Linked DNA regions of Mus musculus: region 2 is linked to region 1. Evidence: chromatin contacts called from public HiChIP or PLAC-seq data. All regions are on one chromosome and are shown on one strand. Each heading gives the region's core, a stretch centred on a gene start, on an enhancer-like site or on the middle of the called end of the contact. The rest is flanking DNA. Distances are from core to core; before and after follow the strand shown. Region 1 overlaps Cd38 (CD38 antigen). Region 2 overlaps Tapt1 (transmembrane anterior posterior transformation 1).

What was found. HiChIP or PLAC-seq counts read pairs in DNA pulled down with a chosen protein or histone mark.
Region 2: a contact with region 1 is called in a CTCF HiChIP or PLAC-seq map of large pre-B cells, with 5 times the contacts expected there. The contact joins two enhancer-like sites. A contact is called at or near these places in 3 of 39 promoter capture datasets (liver, pre-B cells and trophoblast stem cells), 2 of 15 datasets of contacts at CTCF or cohesin (large pre-B cells and stem cell-derived epiblast-like cells), 5 of 484 Hi-C or Micro-C datasets (B cells, cortical neurons, liver and 1 more), 2 of 115 datasets of contacts at active chromatin or transcription factors (bone marrow-derived dendritic cells and large pre-B cells) and 2 of 9 other capture datasets (embryonic stem cells and liver).

The regions. Positions count from the first base shown.
Region 1 is chr5:43,890,963-43,893,906 of GRCm38.p6, reverse strand. The region is part of intron 1 of Cd38 (CD38 antigen); the gene reads right to left. Among named protein-coding and RNA genes, the nearest start is that of Gm16015, 17 kb to the left of the region's middle. Within about 2 kb of position 1,331, at least 5 of the 459 cell types and tissues checked have an H3K27ac peak or open chromatin away from gene starts, as enhancers often do.
Region 2 is chr5:44,180,621-44,183,452 of GRCm38.p6, reverse strand. Tapt1 (transmembrane anterior posterior transformation 1) reads left to right here. Exons shown (of 14, transcript NM_173764.3): 12 at 679-755. Among named protein-coding and RNA genes, the nearest start is that of Gm42427, 41 kb to the right of the region's middle. Within about 2 kb of position 1,557, at least 79 of the 459 cell types and tissues checked have an H3K27ac peak or open chromatin away from gene starts, as enhancers often do.

The DNA of each region.
Region 1 (2,944 bases), core at 82-2,581:
GGCATATCAAGTTACAATAAGACTAAGGACCTCTCCTCAAATTAAGGCTGGATGAGGTGACCCAGTGGGAGGAAAAGGGTCCCCAAAGCTTGCAAAAAAAAAAAAAAGTCATAGACAAGTCCTGCTCCCACTGCTAGGAGTCCCACAAGAAGATCAGGCTATATAACCATAACTATATGCCAAGGGCCTAGGTTAGACCCATGCAGGCTCCCTGATCACTGGTTCAGTCTCTGTGAGCTCCTACTGGCCCAGGTTAGTTGATTCTGTTAGTTTTGTGGTGTCCTTGTCCCCTCGGACTCTTACAATCTTCCTCCCCCTCTTCTACAGGATTCCCTGAGCTCTGCCTAATGTTAGGTTGTGAGCCTCTGCATCTGTTTCCATAGCTACTTACTGGATGGAGCCTCTCTCCTTCATACAAGTATAGCAGAATATCATAGAATATCATTTTTTGCTTTTTTCCTGGTTATGTCTGTCTCTTGGTCATCCAGCCTTCGGGTTTTGGCCCTCTAGGCAGTGTCAGGGCTGGGCTCCCTCTCATGGCATAGGTCTGAAGCTAGACCAATCATTGGTTGGCCACTTCTACAATTTCTGTGCCACCTCTACCCAACACATCTTGTAGGCAAGAATTGTAGGTCAAATGCTGGGTTGGTGGTCCAATCTCTCCACTGGAAGTCTTGCCTGGTTACAGGAGATGATTGATTCAGGTTCCATATCTTCCCTTATTAGAAGTCTAGGGTCACTCTTGTAGATTTGTGGGAGTTTCCATTGTACTATGTTTCTATCTCACCCCCCCCCAAATGCACCCCAATTTCAGTTGTCTCTCCAGGTTCCCTCTCCCTTCATCTTCACCCTGACCTAATCCTGTTCCCATACTTACCCATCTCCAGCTCACCTTTGATATCTATTCTATTTCTCCTTCCCAGGGAGATTCATGAGTCACCCCTTGAGCCCTCCTTATTACTTAGCCTCTCTAGTTTTGTGGATTGTAGCATGATTATTCTTTATTTTACAACTATGTACAAGCCAGTACATACTATATATGTCTTTCTGGGTCTGTAAACCCAGTTTTTATATTGACAGCTTTCACTGGGTTTTAGAATGTCACTGCCACCACTCCCATAAGAACCACATTTCTACCTTTATAATGTGCCACTCCTGTGGAAGGCTCCCAAACCCTAAATTTTACCATTCCTTCAACACATCTGGCTCTTAAGATAAGGATTCACAGTCTATGAACTTTCCAGCTAGCTGGTCTACCAGGTCAAGCTGTCTCTGCAGGGACTAGCTTGAGTCTTGAATTTGAGGCCACTACAGCCTATATTTAAAGTAGAGACTGCCACCTTGTGGGAGAAATGGGTGATCAGTGAGATGCAAAGAAGCGATGAGGATTTTCTAAGCAGGGTCTTTATATAAGAAAATTCTTGAGGTTGAAGGTGTCCCTAGAAAGAGCTAAATCACAAATTTGAAAAACAGTAAGAGAGGGGAAAGGGGGGCAGGATCAGGTGTGGGAGAAGAGGGGGGAGATGTACAGAGGGTCTGGAAATTGAACAAAGGTGTGTAGCAATGGGAGATAGGAAACTAGGCGTAACCAACAGAAAGTCCCAGACACCATGAAAGCAAGAGGCTCCCAGGACCTGACAGGGAAGATATTAGCTGAAATACCCAACAAAGGGGAGAGAGAACCTGTAGAGACCATATCAAGAGGTGAGGAATGGCCCCTGGTTGACAGATGGGGCCACCTACCCTTCTCAAAAATTTTAACCCAGAATTGCCCTTGTCTAAAGGAAATACAGGGACAAAGAGTGGAGCAGAGATAGAAGGAAAGGCCACCAAGAGACTGCCCCACCTGGGGATCCATCCCATATGCAGCCCCCAAACCCAGACACTATTGCTGATGCTTGCTGACAGGAACCTGATATAGCTGTCTCCTGAGAGGCTCTGCCAGAGCCTTCCCAATGCTTGCAGCCAACTGAGCACAGGTTCCCCAGTGAAGGAGTTAGGGGAAGGACGGAAGGAGCTGAAGGGTTTGCAACACCATAGGAAGAGCAACAATACCAGCTAACCAGATCCCCCAGAGCTTCCAGGGACTAAACCACCAACCAAAGAGTACACCTGGGGGGACCCAGAGCTCTACCTGCATATGTAGCAGAGGATGGTCTTATCTGGCATCAATAGGAGGAGAGGCCTTTGGTCCTATGAAACCTTGATGCTCCAGCAAAGGGGAATGCTAGGGCAGTGAGGCAGGAGTGGGTTGGTGGGTTGGGAGTACCCTCATAGAAGCAGGAGGGAGAGGTGGTTTAGAGAGGAAAAAAGGAAGAGGGATAACATTTGAAATGTAAATAAATAAAATAACTAATAAAAATTTTTTAAAAAGAAAAAGAAAAACGTTTAGTTAAATTCTACCATGTGTTAGGTGCAGAGGGTAAAACTGAGAACAAGAAAAAAAACCTATGAAAGTTGTGGAACATACTAGAATATTACAATTTTGTGTGAAAATAGGGAGAAATGGCTAGGATAAGAGCTTTAGGGGTGGACAGCAAATGGTATTTAACAGTATATAAGGTGGGGACATTAGATGACATTGAACAAAGAATTGAAGGGAGACAGAGCCTTAGAGTAGTAACTTCCAATGGAGTAATGTTCTGGATAGAAGGCCCTAGCATCTGATGTGTTAACAAGAAACCATTTGGCTGGAGCAAAGCAAGTGAGAAGGAGATGATGGAAACAAAGAAAGAAAGGCAAATTTGACCTTCACCATGGACTTTTATCTATTGTGGCATTAGAGGCAACAGAACACTTTGTGCACAGGAAATAGGAGATATCAGAATGCCCTTCTTTGCAGGCTGTACTCTGAAGGAAGTAGGGACAAAAGCAGGTAGATCAGTATTCATGACACAAAGATCCGACTTTGAGCCATGGAGGAGGAAGGGAAGATATAAGTCAA
Region 2 (2,832 bases), core at 308-2,807, 290 kb before region 1:
ATGTAGCTGTCATGTGTAAATTGTTCTCTCAGCTGCTCCCACCAGACTCATTCAACAGGCTTCCAGGGATAACACTACTCGGCCTATATTTCTGTTACATAAGAAATGGAGTGCCAGCCATAGGTAACCAAAAAGACAGAAGTTCATGGCTTTCAAGTAATTAACTGTGTGCTTAGTTTCTTAAAGAGTGTAAGTCTTTCAAGGTTCCCTTTGCTCTATGCTCCCTACAAGTTATTGGGGCCTCTTAAAGAATTCGAACAGTGGACAGGAAAAACCAGGAACGAGAAAACCTGCTCAAACTGGTTTTATCTCTAGCAAGACCTGGATGAGCGCCTTCAGAGCTTACAGAATGAGTTTCTACTTTACAAATGGCAGCTGCTGTGTGCCTCTGTGAGATGTAAGTAGAAGTGCCGTCAATGAGATAGGCTGCTGGGGCTTCCCGGAGTGGGCAGGCAACAGCAGGCCTTGCCTGAGCAAACCCAGTCCACCACAGATGACTGAAGAAGTGTTTTGTGTTAGGAAGTCTAGAGCCAGCCTCTTGGACCTAGATGCAGGTATGCTCTAAAATGTTAAACTAAGAGAGAGACAGTTTTAAATATCAGCTAATAACTCTATGGCTCTGTTGTGTCTCTGTGTTTGTGTGTTGTGTGTTGTGTGTTGTGCTTTGTTCCTGGCTAGCTCATCAGAGTTGTAACAAGCTCAATTAAAGTGCAAGGAATCCTGTCCTACGCCTGTGTCATACTCTTCTATTTTGGGTAAGATCAACTATTCTTGATTATGTTTTGACTTTACTGTAAAGTATGTATTGACTGCAAGATGTAATAGAAGCTAATTGCATCCAATGGTAGTTTTCCTATTCTGTGTACTTGAGTTTGAATCTTTAATCAAAAGTTTATAGTAAGGTCTTTTTGCTCAAGATTTATAGTTCATCCATACTTGATTCTTTTTAGGAAAAGTCTTTCATTAGAGTCAAGTTTCCATATTTAACAACACCTTTGGTTTTCCTTTGTACTTGCCATGCTAATAGTCAGTACACCGGGCTTGGTTCACATTAACCTAACTGATACAAAAATGTAGTTTTTGTGGCTATAGCCAACTGAAACTTTTGAAAATTTGGTCCCAACTAGCTTACATACCTGTCTGGTTGTGAAATACAAGCAGTAAGTAAGCAGTTTAAGTAATTTATGATAATCATAAATGATAACAAGAAAATGATGTCAAATGTTACTTTGCCACTTTTTGATTTTTCAAAAAGTGAAATAAAGTAAGGAGCCTACCTGAGTTTTGATGTCTTTGCCCAAAGGGGAATTGGGAACCCATGACTGATCTGGTTTATACATGCTGGGATACATGGGCATGGGTTTGAGGAGTGCTGGTCTGTGGGAGAGGACAGCCCTGAGCACCACCAGAGGAAAAGGCTGTGGCGCGCTAACTTCCTGTAGAACCTGGTTTCCAAAGCCATCTGTGGTTCCAGTTTCACATTTGAGTGTTATGTGTATCTTCCTGGAACCCACACTGCTGGGCACGTGGCAGGCACCCAAGACTCCTCTGTACAAGCAGCTGAGACACAGTCACTCCTGTGGGCTGCACTTGATATCCCTTGTGTATTGCAAGTCATGAGTGTTTCACAGTGCCTGTCTCAGCCCTCCTCCAGAGCTGTGTTTGTTCAGGTGACTGATTGAGTGCTGAGATTGCAGGTGTTTGCACTACCATACCTGGTGTGTGCTGTGTTGAGCATTGTCTTGGGACTCTCTGCATGCTAAGCACATATTCTGCTAACTGAACTACGTCTCCAGTGCACACCTTTTGTTGTTTTTGAGACAGGATCTCGAATAGCTCAGACTGGCTTTGAGCTCACTGTATACCAAAGGCTGGTTTTGAACTCCTGATTCTCCTTCCTCTGCCTCCTGAGTGCTGGGATTACTGGCAGCATGCCACCATACACAGCTCTCTTAAATTTGACATTAAGTTTTTTATATTAAATTATACAATATTAGAAATTTTACTGTATGCTTTCTTTTCCAGGTAGGAGTTAAAACTTCCATCTCAGAAAATTGACTTTTATTTTTATGTTCTGGACTCTTCCAGTCTTTTTGAGTATTTTCCCTGAGCTGTTTCTTCCTTTGACTGGAGTCACACTGGCCTTTTGTTCTTTCTCCTTTTCTTTTACTAATATGCCAAAGATGTTCCAACTGCACACTGAAGACAATGTTAAAATTTTAAACTATGTGTTGTTTTTGAGGGTCAATATTTAGGGAAATTTCTTTGTACTTAGACTGCATAACAATAGATATTAAAATATTTCTTAACAACAAAATAAACCATGATGCTCCTTCCGTAGTGCAGGCTCCCACACCCTGCCTGTTGATGTTCTTAGCATAGTTTCCTTTTTTCTACTTGCTCTGGTCTTTGTTTAACTTTGTTCTCATAGTTTGAACATAAGTCAGGAAAGTAATGCTTTCATATGGCATACATGAAAGAAAACCTTTCTGCATAGTTCTCCGGAGAGGATGTGTGCCTGTCAGCTGTAGGGGGAAAGACGAGCCCACCACTGCCCTTCCCCATCTATTCAGCAGCCTTGGCTGCCAGGTTCCAGACTGCTGTAGGGATTGACCAGAAAGAAGACAGACAAGTTTTGTCCCTTGGTATCTCTGAAGTTGTAGCATGCAAATAGACAGGAGATATATTCTCTAGAGACTTTTGGTAGTGAGCAGTGTGAAGAAAAATGTGGAGGTGTCAGGAGATGAAGAGTGACAGATGGTGGCTTTTGAGCACAGCAGAAAGCAAGCAGAGTTGAGTACAGAGTGTAAGCCTAGACAGTGGGCTGTGTGA